Linked DNA regions of Triticum aestivum: region 2 is linked to region 1. A link is a contact called in public Hi-C data. All regions are on one chromosome and are shown on one strand. The core of a region is the stretch at or near the end of the contact, and the rest is flanking DNA. Distances in the headings are between cores, read along the strand shown.

Region 1 (3,101 bases), core at 342-2,841:
ATCAGATAATCTAATTAATCCTAAATCGCAAGCTTCCATCCATCGGATCCCAAGAACAGATAAAGCTTAGATTTCTAGACATCAGACGGCACCCTTTCTTGGGGTTAATTTCTTAGTAGAACCAACGATCGATCCAAACTACAGAAAGAAAGAAAAGTAATGCAATGATAACTGAAATGAAAGCTAAATGTCTTTGCCTTTCTCCTTCCCTCTCCTTCTTCTCTGCCTCTGCTCTCCCTAGCTCACGCCGACTGCGGCGATGAGGCTCCGTTCAGCTTGCGGCCGGCGGCGAAGATGGGGGTGGGCGTGGCGGTGGTGGTGGCGGTGGAGGCGGAGGAGGCGGTACCGTTCATGTTGAAGCCCGTGCCCGTGGGGGCCGGGGAGCTGTGGCTGGCGGAGGGGTTGAATGGCGCTCCTGGTGCGGGGCTGGCCGGGGCGAGACGGAATGGCCCGCCGGCGGCAGGGGCGGTGGGGGTGGTCGCGGCGGAGGAGGCCGCGGCTGAGGCGCTGCGGCGGGCGCTGTGGCCGCCGAGGTAGTTGTGCTTGTTGTTGTGCATCCAGACCTTGAAGACGCCCTTGCTGACGCCGATGTCGCGGCACCACTCGTCGACCACGCCCTCGTCGCGCTTCTGCAGCCGCCACCCCAGCCGCTCCGACAGCTCCTGCATCCGCTGCTTCTGCTCCGCGGTGAACTTGGTGCGGAACCGCTTCCTGGCCGGCATCATCCCGTGGGGCGGCGGCGCCGTCGCCGGCGAGAGCTGGGCGGGGAGCCTGCTCTGGCCCTGCGGCGCCCCCGGCGCGCTGGAGTTGAGAGAGAGCAGCATGTGCGGGTGTGGCGCGGAAGAGATGTACGGCGGCGGCTGCTGCGCCACCGGGGCCGGGAGGTGCGCGGGCGGAGGGTGCTGGGGCGGGGAGACGGAGCGCTCGTCGTCGTACTCGGAGCCATCCGAGTCGGAGTCAGAGTCGTCGCCGTCGACGCCCGGGAGCCGGTCCTCCGGCGTCTCATGCCCGTGCGCGCGCTGCCGCAGGCCATGGAGCACGGTGGCCGGCATGGGCATGGGCACGGGCGGCGCCGGCAGCAGGGCCGGCGGGGGCGGGGGCGGGGGCGGCGGCGAGCCCTCCACCATCACGAGGCGGTGGAAGTTGCGGTGGCAGCCGCAGGCCGCGCACTTATACGAGGCCGGGTCGGCGGTGTTGAGCTCCACCACGGGCATCCACTCGCCGCAGCCGTCGACGGCGTGCGCGCCGATGGCCGCCGCGTGGTTCTTGAGGCACTCCTTGTACGTGGGCACGGCCTCCACCGGCGGCGGCGGCGGCGCGGCCGCCTGCCGGAGCTTCTTGACGGAGCCGTTGGGGTAGAGGGCCGGCCGGTACTTGACGTCCATGGCCTCCATGCTCCGCTCCCTCCGCGGTGTCACCCGGCTTGACAAGGATTACTACCGCTAGTGGCTTTAGTTAGGGACGGGCGGGGGTCAAGGGAGTGAGGAAAACTACAGGTAAGGATGTGAAGCGAGGCCAGGGCGAGGAGATAAGAGTATAAAAAGGGCGACGGCGACGCTCAAAGACGAAGCCCCATTAATCCATGCCATTAGTGATGAGATGAGCATACACACACACACAAAAGAGAAATTTCCCAAAGATCGTAGAGATATGTAGATAGATAGATTAGATCATGACGACACACTGTGCTGAATCGGTTGCAGGTGCATCTGTATCCCGCGTCACACCGTCACCGCCCAGGAGTAACACATGGACCGCTGATCCAAGGATCAATCAAGACGGGCGCCACCGAAATCCGGCCGTTTTTGTTTGACCTCCCTCGTTTTCGCGCATCATCACGGAGATGGAGGCGACGCGTGTACACCACTGTTGCACATTTGTCCCTAACTTGAGCTGTCAATGTATGTTTTTCATCAATTGGGTAGTACAAATTAGTAAGCATGCACTGCCAAACACATTTGTGACCAACCACAGAATACATACTGTGATAAGTATGGGTTAAGTATACAAATAACACGATGAAACACCAATTATCACTGGCCACAACAAATCTGGAAAACAAAATGCGGTTTCTCCCTTAACTTGGATTTGAAGTTGCTACATACTATGTGATCAAGTAAGAAAACGTGCAAACTGTTCTTATCGAAAGTTACAAACAATAGCAAATCTTAAAACCATAATGCAAATAATGCATTTCCAACCAACAAATGTAAATCTCAAAACACAATCATCAATCTTGGGATATAACCCCCGTATTCAATTATAATCACCACTTATGTTTCCCTCAAGCGGATACGTGTATATATGTGATATATTTGCCACAAGCCATAACAAATTGCAATAACATAATGTAGTTTTTGCAACATTCTGTGGTTATGTGAGAAAACATCAAACCCATTTAAGCATCGAGCATAGCTAATTTCAATACATTTAACTTAGCATAACACATTTTCAGTTGCTATAGAAAATTTCAACACCATATAAGAAGTGTCGGTTTTGCATAGCCATGGATATGAGATGTCGCTTGTGTCACAAATAATGAAGAAACATGTTAATGTTACACGGTATTTGAGTTGTCACTAGCGTAATAAGACAATTTGAAAACATATAAATCATTACCCTGGATTGAGATGTCATCGCGCAATTATAAAATCAAGAAACATGCAAATTGTTACCTTCCATTGAGCTATTATTGACGTACATAATTATACAGTCAAGAGATGTATAAACCATAACTCAAGATTGAGTTGTCATTGGCGTCATTAGAGAGTACACTGAACTTGTAAACCATTTTCATTAACTTCTGCCGACTATAGCAAATTTGGAAGCCATAGTACACAGATAACAATCCAACTATTGAAGACCTCAAAAGCACAACATCAATATTTGCCTATAATTCTCAAGCGCATAAGAAAAATATTATTTGCCATAAACAATAGTAAACTCTAGTGACACAATGTTGATTTCCCCCTAAGTCTCCATCTAAGCTATGTGATTAAGAAAAAAAAAATGTGAACCACTTTAAGAAGCAATAACGTTTGGCAATTGCGGGAATATATAACTAGCATAAAAAAATTCATTGTTTATCACAAATCTCGCCG
Region 2 (3,101 bases), core at 185-2,684, 200 kb before region 1:
AAACTCTACAAAAGTCTCTATTACAGTAGTTTTGTCTTTGTTGACACCTAAATATGTGATGCAGAAATGAGAAAACTTCGCTGCTAGTTTCATTTCTTATCCAAAATTTAATAGCTCAGTGGCTCTAAATTCTTTTTTTAAAGAATATTGTATGTCTTTGCGAGCAAAAGGTCCAGACTTCTTTCATTTTATAGAGGCCCTAACAATTCATGTGCTTTCTCTAATTAGCAGTAACATTTATTATCAATGTATGTCCCTTTCCCTTTCCCTTCCCCCCCCAACGTCGTCTGCGCACGTAGCAGTCAAGTAGATGTGCACGAAAACTATATATGGCAAACCATACGCATTACATGTCCCTGAAATACGCGATAGCTACAGCAAGTGTGACACCACAAGCTTTTCCTCCAAGATACGCGATGGATACAGATACTCCTAGCCAGTACGTATTACCCTAGCCACTGATTGACAAATGGTTCCGATTATGGCGTAAATCACAAGCAGGATCATACCTTCAGTCGCTCCACATAATTTCAAGCGATATCATGTCATGGAAAATAAAATTTGCAAGGATAATCATGGCGGATAACAATTTAAAGGCCGTGTTTCTTTCTTTCCCATTTGGTCGTCACGCAGATCGAAAATTTTGTACGCCGCCCGTCCAATTATACGAGTAGACACCAAAGGGAAATCCTTTGCGGGAGGGAAGCATCTTTCTGACACGGCTCTTGATCTGCATGCTAGCTAGCCTGCTATGGAGTTACTAGTGTGAAAGACTAAATACCTAATGATGATATGGGTGATGCCATAGCATCACTCTGGCCCATCACCATCACTAGATTAGATGCGCTTTTAGGTTTGGAGCTTTGAGGGGGGTTGCCTTGCCATGATAAAGGCAGCGTGCACGACGGTCCATGCATATGACGCTCCAAGCAAGCATGTGGATGGCGCTCAGTGTCCCAATGATTACCCAGCCGCCATTATACCCGATCCATTTTATATTAATATTATCATGCTTGTTCTTAGCTAAAGATACCGCTAATTAAGTTAAAAATTAGCTACAACAGGCTCACACTATTTTGCCAAATCTTTAGCTTTACGGCGGCAGTCTTAAATGTCCAGAAACTATTTTCGTGAGTGTTACTACAAAATATTTTTCGAGAAGTAAAACCGTGCCAAATGTGCTTAGAACTAACCAGTGCCGATCAGATGTTAGGTGCTTGGGAGTCAAAAAGTAGAGGGTGCTTTAACGGAAACAAGGCGCTACGTACGTCGGTGATGAGGCGATCATGGTGGGTAGCCTTTATTGACATGTTCAAAGTCAAAACGGCGTTTCGTCCTGGATCCGTTTAGCCGCTTCCCACGCATGCAGTGTTCTCATTTCTCGACCCTCCTCGCTAGCTACTGTTGAATGCTGATCAACAGCCACCGGCACAGGGGCCCCCATCGCTGCACTTGCCGCCCACGCCCCGCATGTCAGCGCTGTCTCGCCAAAACAAGCTAGCCCGTACCCCGGTCTACCAAAAACCCGTCCAGGAACTGGTATCGGCTAAAACGAAGCGGTAGGATTTATGAGGTCTCGTCTAGTACCACCACTAGTAGTAGCTCGGGAGGTGGCTTAGGCTGACACGGCATTAACATTCAATGAACTCCAACGGACTCCATGGAGAAGAAGCCATGGGCCATGGTCATGGCCTGGGGTAAGCTCGTAGCCTCGCCAACGGCTACCATCACCAACCATGTCACCGTTCAAATTGGTGTGACGGGGTGCTGTTTGTTTCGTGTGTAGTAGAGTGGTACGTAAGTAATTAGATCGTCTGTGATTCAGTAGCGAATAGCCAGCGAGCCTTGGGCTGCATGGTGGAGCGGGCAGGACAGGAAATGGATTTCATGATGGGAAGTACATGAGCATGTGTGGTGTCAGATTCTAGTGGATGCACGACACGAGGTGAATGCGGCAGCAGGCGCGCTGCATGAAAGGCTGGGGGGCCATAGTTCCAAATGGTATGAATTAATTAGACCCCGCTTTGCTTAGGTTAAATGTCAACGGAATTGACCTAAGTTTTGTTACTAGGGTCACATCAAAAAAAATTGTTACTAGGGTGTCAACTTACGGTTGCACAGCCCTCGATGGTGCACCGTTGTAACCACACCATTTACAGCCGGACTTGTCAAATCCGGCACCCTAAACGTCCGCGGACGTGTCCCAACGCACCCATGCGTTCATAGCCGTGTATTTTATATCCGACATTCTATATCCATACAAAATCATGCAGTGTAGTACGTAGATCACAAGACGGACAAAATCAACTGGAAACGGACTCTAAACCGATAGCGAACAAGCATAAATTCAGATATAAACAACACCAAAAGATCAGTCGTAGCTCACACAGTTCAAACTGTCCGGCAAATGCTAACTAGACACTAGGAGGTAGATACTACGAACTAGATATGAGAGGGCGGAGCTTCATCACTTCCTTGCCGGCCCTTTGCCCTTCTAGTCGTCGGCGCTCCTGTAGGCGTCCGCGGCAGGACATGGGTCGATGTTGGAGCTGTCGGAATCGGACCCTCGTCGGAGGAGGAATCAGAGATGACGATGTAGCCCTTCAAGCGCCGGACGTTGCGCTCCTGCTTGCGCTTGAGCTTGGTCACCTTCGCCGCCTCTGCCTCTGCCGCCGCCTCCTGCTCGGACTGCTCAATGCCGAGCCAGAGATGCTTGGTGTTGATCCTCCAGAGCCAACGCCCGTCCGTTTCCGCTGTGGTAAGTGCCCGACGGTACACCCACTGGAGGAGACACTCCTCTTCGTCGGGCCCCGGCATCATGCGGTGGGGGCGTGCCGACTACGTAGCCGAGTCAGACGCGGCCCCCATCTCCCTTGCCCTCTGCCTCTCGCGGCGGGCGACGCGTGCCTCCGATTCTGGAGTCCGCATCTGCGACGCCGGCGGAGCGCGCACTAGGACCCATCGCTGCCCGCACGGGGCAGCAGCCGGGGTTGGATGAGGCCGTCGGGCGGGCGGTGTCGATTGAGCTGCCCTCGCAGATCCGCATGCAGGACGGGAATGGGTGGCGTTGGCGCTGCCGTGACAGGCAACACGCAGCATGA

What was found. Hi-C and Micro-C count contacts between places; a contact is called where the count stands out from the background.
Region 2: a contact with region 1 is called in a Hi-C map of leaf, with 2.3 times the contacts expected there. The contact joins the enhancer-like site here to the promoter of LOC123103890 in region 1. A contact is called at or near these places in 3 of 5 Hi-C or Micro-C datasets (leaf and an unstated tissue).

What each region holds. Positions count from the first base shown.
Region 1 is chr5A:443,458,782-443,461,882 of IWGSC CS RefSeq v2.1, reverse strand. LOC123103890 (zinc-finger homeodomain protein 9) reads right to left here and starts at 1,591. Exons shown (of 1, transcript XM_044525587.1): 1 at 1-1,591. The coding sequence starts at 1,394. The coding sequence ends at 243.
Region 2 is chr5A:443,656,309-443,659,409 of IWGSC CS RefSeq v2.1, reverse strand. No RefSeq gene overlaps it. Among protein-coding and RNA genes, the nearest start is that of LOC123103890, 200 kb to the right of the region's middle. Within about 2 kb of position 1,434, at least 1 of the 8 cell types and tissues checked has an H3K27ac peak or open chromatin away from gene starts, as enhancers often do. A contact at or near this core is called in leaf, where this site is marked.